2 separate regions of the Zea mays genome follow, and region 2 is linked to region 1. The links are chromatin contacts, called in public Hi-C maps. All regions are on one chromosome and are shown on one strand. Each heading gives the region's core, a stretch centred on a gene start, on an enhancer-like site or on the middle of the called end of the contact. The rest is flanking DNA. Distances are from core to core; before and after follow the strand shown. Region 1 holds the start of LOC103629909 (pentatricopeptide repeat-containing protein At2g22410, mitochondrial). Region 2 holds the start of LOC100274269 (hydroxycinnamoyltransferase3).

The links. Hi-C and Micro-C count contacts between places; a contact is called where the count stands out from the background.
Region 2: a Hi-C map of tassel shows a contact between it and region 1, with 2.7 times the contacts expected there. The contact joins the promoter of LOC100274269 here to the promoter of LOC103629909 in region 1. A contact is called at or near these places in 3 of 25 Hi-C or Micro-C datasets (ear, leaf and tassel) and 1 of 3 datasets of contacts at active chromatin or transcription factors (leaf).

The regions. Positions count from the first base shown.
Region 1 is chr6:118,305,170-118,311,030 of Zm-B73-REFERENCE-NAM-5.0, forward strand. LOC103629909 (pentatricopeptide repeat-containing protein At2g22410, mitochondrial) reads right to left here and starts at 2,712. Exons shown (of 5, transcript XM_008651004.4): 1 at 683-2,712. The coding sequence starts at 2,618.
Region 2 is chr6:118,452,770-118,458,630 of Zm-B73-REFERENCE-NAM-5.0, forward strand. LOC100274269 (hydroxycinnamoyltransferase3) reads right to left here and starts at 2,721. Exons shown (of 1, transcript NM_001148633.1): 1 at 1,138-2,721. The coding sequence starts at 2,677. The coding sequence ends at 1,361.

The DNA of each region.
Region 1 (5,861 bases), core at 1,462-3,961:
AATGGTAATCTCAAATTCATGAGATGGTATTTTCCATGATTTAGTGATAAAGAGCAGCCAGTGGTGAAAATTCTTCACGCACTTCACCAATGGAGAAAAATTCAAGATTCTGTGGAAGAAATTGAGTGCAGGGACCACAGTAGAAGCTAATTCAGTTCCCATAATGTCATAAAAATCGATAGCAAGAAACCCAAGAAACAGAATAGAAGCCTTTGATAGCGCCTAAGATAATCACTGTGGCTTTATCATCACTACAAAGGTCAGTAGTAAGCCCGTGACGCAATGATTTCAAAATTTCTGGTAGCATACCTACGAGCCTAGAAATCAGAAAAGCAACTAAATACATTTGGAATTAGGAATTCCACGGAACTAGATCTAAAAACTCGAGAGAGACCTAGATCTAAAAATGTCTGAAAGCGTCAAAATACAGACCTGACTCCAGATCCTGCATATTAAAACAAAATGTCTGAAAGCATCAAGGAACAAGCGCTCAACAATAAAAAACAAACAATGTAATCATGCTTTTATCTCTGAACCGAGCAATGTCTGAAATTAAAGGCAAGGAATCAGGTGGCAATGGGTGGCTCTTGGCCTCTTATTTCATCCTGAATATTTCGTAAACCAGTAAATACAATGCTAAGAATTGATTTATAGCAGACACATGAAGCATGAGAAATATAACCTTCTGCCTTTGAATGAAGGTAAATATTCCCCAGTGCAGCATATATATCTTCTGAGTGAACATGCGAAACATCTGCCACCAAAAACTCATGACATTTCCCATCAACTTCGATAGAACTACATCCAGGATTCTTCTTTACTCTTCTATCTCTCATCACTGTTCTCAGCATCTTTACCTGGCCCCATTTACTTTTACTTGCATATATTTGACTCATAAGTACATAGATTCCACTGTCTGAAGGATCCAGCCCTGCTAGCTTATCCGCTGCACATTTGCCAATCTCTACATTACCATGCATTCTGCAAGCATTTAAAAGAGCACCCCAACCAGCCTCGTCAGCTCCTACTGGCATACTCCTTGCAACTTCAAACGCCTCTTGAAGAAGCCCAACTTTACCCAAAAGGTCAATCATGCATGCATAATGTTCGGCCCTGGGTTCAATCCCATAAACTATCTTCATCTCTTTGAAATGGCACCGTCCTTCTGATACTAAACCACCATGACTGCACGCAGAAAGTACCCCAATATATGTGGCCTCATCAGGCAAAATACCGTTTCCTTTGAATTCTTGAAAGAGATGAAGGGCTTCTTCAGGCTGACCATGCAAACCATGTGCCATGATCATTGTGTTCCAACTTACTACATTCTTGTCCTCCATATTGCTAAATAACCTTGATGCTGCACCGACATCTCCACATTTTGCAAACATATCAATGAATGCATTGCTTAGATTCGGTGTAAGCTCAACCTTATGACTGACAATGTAAGTGTCATATAACCATGTACCAACATCCAAAGAACACAGCTGAGCGCATGCTGACAGAACACTCACAAGTGTAGCATCAATCGGCTCCACACCTGCTGCAATCATGTCATTGAATATCCTAATGGCTTCATCTGGCATATTTGCATGTGAATAAGCTGCGACCATGCAACTCCAAGAAACCACATTCCTATTAGGAATTTCCTTGAAAAGCTTCGCTGCATTCTCCAAATCACCACACTTGGCATAAGCACTGACCATGCTCGTCCAAGAGTATACATCCTTGATGGGCATCCCATCAAAAACTTCCTTCGCTGCGGCCACACACCCACACTTTCCAAACATATCGACGAGCGCATTCTCCAAGTTAACGCTCATGCGTCCACCACTCTCCACGATACACTGATGCACTGTCCTCCCCAACCCAAGTAGCCCCATTTGCCCAGCTGCCGAGGCTGCTGCGACCAGAGTAACCTCGTTCGGCCACACACTCTCAGCAACCACCATCCGGCAGAATACTCGCCAGGCCTCATCGGGCAAGCCACCTCGCGCGTATCCGTCAATCAGCGTTGTCCACGAGACCACGTCCCTGTCAGCCATTTCGTCGAACAGCTTCCGCGCGTCGGGTAATAACATGCTGCTAGTGTACATGTGCACCAGCGCGTTCCCCGCGAGCACGCTCTGCCCAATAAATCCTCGCTTGAAGGCAACGCAATGGATGGCCTCCGTAGGGGAGGAGGAAGTGGCGGCGGCTTTAACTGCGAAGACGATGGTGCGCGCGTCGACGGCGAGGCGATCGCGGAGCACTCGGCGGAAGAGGGTGAGTGCGTGGGTTGGCTTTCCGGCGCGGAGGAAGCCGCGCATCATGGTGGCGAGCATGTATGCATTGGGCCCCTCTGTGCATTGAGCGAGGACGGCGGCAGCGTGGGCGAGGCGCGGCGGGTCGGAAAGCGCGCAGAAGGCAAGAAGGCGGGAGGCTGGGAAGCGGTTGGAGGCGAGGCCGGAGACGGTGAGCAGTGCCTGGAGCTGAAGGAGGCGGCGGAAGGAGGCGCATGACTCGAGGACGGATAGCAGAGGGTGGGTCACCACAAGGTTGCAGTTCGTGTTCCACGCCGGACGCGGGGAGGGAGGAGCCAATGTCGGTGGCGACGGCATCGTCGGTGGCGACGGCATCGTCGGTGGAACGCCCGCCCACGCGAGACGATTTGAAGAGGCTTTGCCGTTGACCTTGAGTAGTGGATGCGCGGGGCGTTTATCGCGTCCGTGACGGCACGGGGCGAGGGCATTGATCGCGGGGCTAATAAAATAGAAATGATTCCATGATGATGCTTATATTATATCTCATGCTTTATATGAGTCTTTCGTTATTACCTATTATATTTACGAAGGTATGTCTCTTATGACCTTCGTCCGAAACTCATTATTTCCCGAAGGGACATAATGCTTCGAAGGACGAAGGACTTTAACACTTAACACTTTTCATGTTGCCTTGTTCTTAACTCTTAGCATTTGAGAACAAGTCACCAACATTGGCGCCCACCTCCGGTGAACTCACTTCCACTTCTTGAGTTTTTCGGCACCTTCGGCAAGCATCAGCTTCGTCATGCCGCCGAAGAAGGCTCCAGCACCAGGGGCTGGCACGCTGCAGCCGCTGGACCCCAATCAAGATGTCCTTTCTCTCAGAGAGGCACGAAGCCAGAAGAGGAAGGCTACCAGTCCAACACATCCGGAGGATGATCTAGATCAGGAAATTCAGAATCTGGAAATCCTTCAGCAACAGGTTCAACGCAGGAAGGAGAAGATGGCCAGGCTAGCTGAACTGCAGAGGCAGATAGATGAAGCCTCTGAAGAAGTTCGTCATCTTGCTCAGGATGAGCAACTCCGAAGGCCTCAGCATCAAGACCTTCATCAGGAGGGCTTTCACAACGAAGATGACTGGTATGACAATTTCCATCATGGGAATTTTGTTTTTGATGATGCTTCTCCCTTGTCCGCTGAGTTGCAGGCTACGCCTTGGCCTCCGTCCTACAAGCCGCCTCAGCTCCCCGTATTTGATGGCCATTCTGATCCGAAGCAGTTTTTGATGAGCTACGAAGCAACAGTGTCTTCGTACGGTGGCAATGCTTCAGTCATGGCCAAATCTTTCGTTATGGCTGTCAGAAGTGTTGCTCAAACCTGGTATTCCTCCCTTCGACCAGGAACGATCACTTCATGGCAGAAGCTGAAGGACTTGTTGTTAACCAGCTTTCAAGGATTTCAGACGAAGCCGGTCACTGCTCAGGCTTTGTTCCAGTGCACTCAGGACCCCGAAGAATACCTTCAGGCATATGTCCGAAGGTTTTTGCGTTTGAGGGCACAGGCACCAACGGTGCCCAATGAAATTGTCATTGAGGCCATGATCAAGGGGCTTCGGCCAGGTCCGTCAGCTCAGTACTTCGCCAGGAAGCCTCCTCAAACGCTGGAGAAGCTGCTCCAGAAGATGGATGAATATATTCGAGCTGACAATGATTTTCGCCAAAGAAGGGAGGAGGCCTTCAGATTTTCTGAGATGACCAGAGGCTTCGGAGGAAGATTCTATCCGAGGCATGTCAGATCAATTCATAATTCCAATCAAAATGATGATAAAGGGAGCCAGCAGCAAAGGCCACAGTACTCCTCACAGGCTTCGGGGCAACAGCAAAGCTCCTTCCGACCACCAGCTCCAAGAGGCAGAGGCGCCAGGGGCTTCGGAGGAAGATTTGGCGATCAACCAAGAAGAATCTTTTGCTTATTCTGTGGTGAGAACAAAGGCCATACTACCAGGATGTGCCATGTTACTATACAGAAGCAAAAGGAAATAGCTGAAGCAGCAGCACAACAAGCCCAGCCGAAGCAGGTCATGCATACAGCTTCGTATCATTCGCCCTACATCCCAGAATATGTGGGCAATCATCCTGTAGTCTCTGCTGCTTCGGCAAGTCAGCCTTCAGCTTCCTGGCAACAGCCTCCGCCTCCACCTCCGTTGCAACAAGGTCAGCAGCCAGAAGGGAGCCAATATGCTCCACATCAAAGGGACTTCAGAGAACAGTCCGAAGCTCGCACGGTCAACAGCACCGTGCCAGAATCAAAGCACATCTATTGACAAATATCCTACCTTAATAGCAATCTTTTTCATTCAGTTTTATTCTCTGTAATAAAGGACATTGTTTTCATGTAATTAGTTTCGTTGATTCCTACAAGAAAAATATGTTTTCTTCACAGGTTTGCGACAATAAAAAGGACCTTCGGACTATCGAAAGTCCTTTGAAGCAACGAAAAGTCGTTCTAAGAAACGCAGAGTAAGTCTGACGAAGTTACAAAAAGTCGTTCCGAAGGGAGCGCAGCGTAAGTTTTCTGCTCCAAAGTCGTTCCAAAAGGAATGCAGAGCATACAGCGAAAAGTCAACGCTGATACCGCCTAAGTAAAAGGCGAAGAAGCTCCAAAGACGTTCCTAAGGGAATGCAGAGCTTATACCGCCTAAGTAAAAGGCGAAGAAGCTCCAAAGACGTTCCTAAGGGAATGCAGAGCTTATACCGCCTAAGTAAGAGGCGAAGAAGCTCCAAAGACGTTCCTAAGGGAATGCAGAGCTTACAGCGAAGAATCAGTGCTGATACAAAAATATTGTGTGGGGATATGTGTGTATCTTTCGGAACAAATGTCATCTACGTAGCATAACATCATTACATCATTTTGCATAGCATAAGCATCATACATCATGTTGCATATGGCCCAAGAAGGGGACACGATATTGATCTTCGGAAGTATGATTTGAAAGAGTGAAAATCGTGGTCCCAAGAAGGGGACACGATATTGATCTTCGGAAGTATGATTTGAAAGAGTAAAAATCGTGGTCCCAAGAAGGGGACACAATATTGATTTTCGAAAGTATGATTTGAAAGAGTGAAAATCATGGTCGTAAAGAGAATCAATCTTCATCTTCGGAAGTATAGCTTCGGAGAATTTTTTCACGAAGTTTGGATATTCTTCACGAAGCATGAAAAGAAGGGAAGGTGTTTTTTTCGCTAAACTCAAAAACGGTACGTGTGTAAAGTTTCATGCATCGTAAAGAATTGAGTAGCAAAAATAGATATATTACATTCGGGGTTACAAAAATGTTACATTATATTACATTTCCGAAGTTTTTTACAAAAATGTTTAATCCTCTCTCAAAACGACTCCTGCAGCTTCATTCAGAAGCCGATTGACGACTTCGTCCATAATATCTTCGGCCATCTTTTTAATTTCGTCGTCCCCCTTCGGCTGAGGGCCCGAAGGCGCTTTAGTCGGATCTGAAGCAGGACACGACTACATTACTATTACAAATCGCAAACAGATCTTAAAAGCCTAAAGATTACAACACGGTAGAAGCTATTATTTAGTACCTAATTGACCTTCGGG
Region 2 (5,861 bases), core at 1,471-3,970, 150 kb after region 1:
TTCACCTGTGGCCCGATGGACCATAATTCGCATGCTACTTTCTCTGGCTATCTCTCATGGTCTTCTCGTCCATCAAATGGATGTTAAGACAACATTCCTAAATGGAGAGCTAGATGAGGAAATATACATAGAGAAGCCAGCTGGGTTTGTAGCAAACGGTCAAGAAGGCATGGTGTGTAAGTTATGAAATCGTCGTTTGGATCCTTTCATTTTACAGGAATGAGAATTTACTTAATAGAGTAGGTTATTTGGTTTGGAATTTGACATTCCACCACTTTTCATTGTGTAGATACAAGTCTATTCGAAATTTATAGGATGAGGATTGAAAATTGATTTTTGTGTATCACTAGTTTATGTTTCTACTCTGCAACTTATAACACGCTCTTCGGCTCGCTCCCCTGTAGTAGAAATATAACATATAAATGTCTCCCCCAATATGGCCAACAACATACAATTATATTCTGTATATAGAACTATATTAGCTTAATTAATCTATATCTAAATTATAATTATTAGAATGGAATTCAATTCCAAGGATCTAAAAAGGTCTACGGGGCGTTTGGATCCCTTCATTTGAGAGGAATTGGAATTCACTCAATAAAGTAACTTATTTAGTTTGGAATTTGACATTCCACCACTTTCCAAAGTTCAGATATAAGTCTATCTCAAATTCATGGGGTGGAGGATGAGAAATGATTTTATGCATTAGTAGAATTTGTTTCTACTTTGTAACTTACATGACACTCTTCGTCTCACTCCTCTATAGTAAAAATGTAACGTATAAATATCTTCGATATCTTGCTAATAATAGTATATAAATATATTTTGTATAAAATCAAATTAGCTTAATTGATATATGCCTAAATTACTATTATTAGAATGGAATTCAATTCCAATGATCCAAACGGGGGAAGTGATTTTACTAATTCGGTGTTTGTTGAGCCTATGAATTGGGCCAAATTGGCTGACGGGCTGAATATTCTCCTGATGCATTCAACTTCCAAAATATAATCTTTGTTGCCGTGCATGGTGCATATCTGAATTCCGCCCTGCAATTTTCGCACAAATCGACAAACAGTGCGGAAGTGAGGTGACGGAAGTGACGAGGTTTAGGTGATAGTGACAAATTGAAAACGTGGGACTCAAACATCTAAACAGTATATATATAGTAGTCATACATGACTTGGCATCCAAATACTTCACAGCTGGACACGTGCACATGGCATGGACAGAAATTAATACATAGTTCCGCCCACGCGCACACACACACACGTATAACCAACCATGTAGTACAGTACGTTCTACGCGTGCAGCTGTGCACTAGCGGCTAGCTGCTACGTACTTGAGGTATATGTATGCACTACATGACCTCCAGGCTCGCGAGCTCCTCGGCGAACACCTTCCTGAACTCCGGCATGCTCTCCGGTTCCAGCGACAGCACGAGCGCGAGGGCACCCTCCTTCCCCGCCGCGTTCATGACGTACACGAAGCCACTGTAGTACATGAGCGCCGGCCCCATGAACACCGGCGCGCCCCACCCGAAGTCGGCCTTGTACAGCGACATGCCAACCCAGCTGATGGCGCGGAGGTGCGCCCGCGAGATGCCGCTCCTGGGCAGGTTCATGGCGTCCACGCCCTCCAGGTAGTCCACCAGCGACCGCGCGTAGTCGTCGCCCTGGCTCGTCACCGCGAGCGCGCGCCGCGCGGCGTGGCCCACGGGGTTGGACGTCACCTCGCCGGCCGTGGCGGACACCGACGTGCGGACCACCGCGTTGCCGAAGTATCCCGGCGGGAGCGGCGGGTCCAGGCGCGCGCGCATGTCGATCATGGAGTAGAGCCGCGTCTCCGCCTCGGGGGGCAGCGCCCGCGCGAGGCACACGCACTGCCAGACCAGCGCCACCACGGCGCGGAACGTGGACGCCCCCGGGCACCGCGCCTTGAGCGCCGCCACCTGCGCCTTGGTCATGACGATGATGGCGCTCGCGTAGTCGTCGGACGCGGCCACGGCGTCGGCGTCCACGGGCTCCGGCTCGGGCTTGTACTCCGGGTGGTCGTACAGCACCGCGCGCGCCGGGCCCGGGCGCGCGGCGAGCAGCCGCCCGTAGTCGAAGCACGGTGGCACGGGAGCGTTCTCGGTGGTGGCGTCGTCCCCGCGCGCGATGCTAGCCCACGTCTCCAAGAAGTGCGCAGCGCCCCGCGCGTCGCACGCCGAGTGGTGCATGGACAGGGCCAGCACGACGCCGCCGCAGCGCAGGTACGTGACCTGCACGAACAGCAGCGCGCACGGCGGGTTCGGCGCGGGCGTCGGGGGCACAAGCAGGTCCCGCATCTCGCGGCACGGCACGAACTCGCGCATCAGGTCGTCGAGCGCGTAGTCCGACCGCGCGGTCACGAACACCGCGCCCTCGCCGGTGCAGTCGACCTGGACGCGCCCGGTGCCGTCGAGTCCGAGCCGCCCCGCGAGCGGGTAGAACGCGGCCAGCGCCCTGGCGAGGCTGCCCTTCACGACATCCGCCGCGAAGAACCCCGGATCACCGTTGGGCCGGAAGAAGTAGACAGTGGGCGTGTACCCGCGGCGCGCGGCGATGTCCAGGTTGGACAGCCAGATGCTGCCCGCCGGAGTCTCTTCAGCCGGGACGACCACCTCTGACGTCAACACCTCCACCGTCGGCGCCATTGCCTCGTAACAAGCTCTCAAGCGTGTGGTGCTGAGCAGCAGGCAGCAGCCGGTGAGTGTTGACGGTTGTTCGGTGGTTTAAATAGACGTGTACTTGTATCTTGCAAGTGCGACGGTTAGAGAGTGAGAGCCAGGTGGATGATGAGGAAAGCACCGATGCTATTCTAAAATTGTAAATCTAGGTGTCTTTTTTAAAAAAATGTAAAACAATGTTTCTTATGATCAATTGATAAAAGTTTCAAACAACTCTAGACGATGTACCATAAATAAATCTTGATTTTAGAAAAACAATGTTCTCCGCACTAGTAAAATGCACGAAGGAATCGTAAAAAGTAATTGTCTTAATTACTCACAGGAAAATCACATGTTTTACAAACTCAGTGTGATCTCTCATGACAAATATAGCTTGCAAATAAGAAAAACTGACATATAGACGGCAGTAAAAACATGGTGTCTTTCATGACAAATATAGCCGCGAGGTGTGGCGCAGAGACTGCTGACACCCTGTTGCAGTCAGTGTGAAGCCTGCAGGTGCGTGTAAAAAAAATTGACATTTTTTACTGCAGACGGCAGTAAATCGATAGTTGAAACATGGGTGAAATGGTTGAACGATTCATTGAACAAGTCCAAGTCGAGTTTATTTCAGTCATTATTTGCATTTGCATGGATGTGGACTCCAGGAACCGTACATGCTCTTTGGTTCTCATCAAACTTTCTTGAGGAATCTGGTATCACTGTCATTTTGACATAAATGCATCAAAATTGACCAAGCCGTCAGTGTAGAATGATGATTTGCACGTCACCTACCCCCAATCTTAACTCGATCTAGCATGGAGAAAAAACTTCACTGCTACCCCAAAAAAATTTGCTGAATCTAAATTCATCAAAAATAATTTCTGAAACCAGCCGCCTCCATAAATGAAATGGTAGAAGGGATTGTTAATTTTTTGTCGTTTTCACAAATACTCCTATTTCTTTAGGGACAACTAAGCCATCTTTGCAAATAAATTTGTAGATGCGACTAGAGACAATACCAACTCTAAAAAAATAGACGCCGTCTATTGAAAAAAATCCTCACATATTGATTTTTTTTACACGGCCTTAGAAGAAAAGGTGGTCAAAACATGATCTACAGATCTCAAAAATTAGACTTCATAGTTGGCTAACTTTTCATTTGTAATAGCTTATCTAAAGAAAATTCCATTTGAATTTCTCACATTTGAAATTCAAAATTTTCAAATAATCTTGGTTAAAAAACAACCAAAACACAAGTTGTAGGTCTAAAAAATTTATACAGTTTTATAGTTGATAACCTTTTTCATTTAAAATCATATATTCAAAAAAAGTTACATTTGAATTTCTCATATTTAAAATTTAGACTTTTAAACGACTTCATATAGAGAAATAACCAAAACAAAAAATGTAGATCTCAAAAAATTATACAACTTTATAGTCAATAATGCTTTCATTTAAAATCAAGCGTAGCTAAAGCTACGATCTCAAATAAAATTTAAGATTGAACCTAAGAAAAAGATTTAATTTCTCACATCCAAAATTCAAAACTATGACCTTAGATGGAGAAACAATCAAAACTAGAATTGTACATCTCGAAAAGTTATACAACTTTGTAGTTGACACTATTTTCATTTGAGTTATTTTAAGGTCCCAATTACTCATTTCTCAATCATATGAAGATAAAATAAGGAGGATAAGCGAGCCCTAAGGTTGTGGGTTCAAAGCGTGCATTTTTTCTGCAATAGAATAAGTCCCCTTTTAGAAATAGATTCTTAGAGCTAGTTGGTCATCTCTAAAGTTCTAGAGACATATGGGTGGCCACCCCTACAATACGTCCCTGTAGTAGTGCTTGCAAGGTTTAGAGCCACATCAGATATTGAAGGTTGATGGCTAAAGAACACAACAATATAAGACGAGAATGATCCTCTTCCATTAAACAAGATTGGTTAGCCTTAACCATCTAGTTTTGGTAGGTTGAGTTAGATCTAATGCTTAAGTTTATTACGAGTTTTAGTGGATCTAGTCCTCGTGTGGAACTGACTCATGCCTATAAGCATAACAAAAATCTTAAGATTTTCATCCCACTTCCACATTTTCATGGCATAGGTTTTCACTTCAAAAATAAAAGGAATGCATGGTAATATATAATAACCCTTCTAAATTATGTCCAATTCGTTGTCTGGCATAACTCTACCCTTCCTAAGGATTTCGCAAATACTTGTTCACGTAAATGTAAGAAGATAAAAAGAATATATCTAGCACAAATGGGCACATATTCTTTTCATGATTTTCTATCAAATAATGGAAGGAGATTTGTCATGAGTTCAATTGAATGGAGAAAAAGAAAAAAATATGGTTTCTAAGGAAAAATGGGCTAGCAAGGTGAACAATTGCAACGTTCATTGTTGGAGAACTAGCAAAACCAACAACTAAAAGAGTGCTACAAGATCAAAAAATAACTTCTCGATTATATATGTTCAAATCGATCAGTTTGTTGGGTAGTCAGCGACATAGCCCGCCAAAATAATGGCCCTAGCACAGTACGACACGAATGTCATCATGCTCGTGTCGACCTAACACGAGGAACGTGTCGTGCTTGGGGTCAAGACAAGGACCCATAGTGCAAGCATGGCATGACCTAGCTTCAACGGTCGACCCGGTTAAGGCCTGCCACCATCGATAAAAGGGCTAGCGTATACAACCCTATCACATCATTCTCGAGGTTATTGTAACCCTAGGCATTTTAGCCTACTTCCCCAACCACCTCCACCTTTGTTTTCCTTTCATGTAGTCTTTCTTGGCTTTACACAAGGGGGTAGTGGGTCAATTGTGAGCCGCTTGTCGTTGTTGCAACACAACTTCTCTGCTCGCCTTTCGTATATCCTTTCCCTCTCTTCCTAGCTTTCTTCCAGTCTCATCTCCTCACCATAACTTTAACCACAATCCTCTTTCTAAACCCTAAACCAGCGAACCGAAGCTGCCTTAGGACATATTTGTTTTGCTTGCAGGATTATTATATAATCCAGCTTATTTTATACCCATTATATAATCCAATTCATATAATCCTATTGGAGATGTTTGTTTATACATAGACTATTTGTGGGTAAAAAAACCAAACAATAATCTAAAATAAGCACCTAATGGTCTGCTTATGGCACTAGTAAAAAAG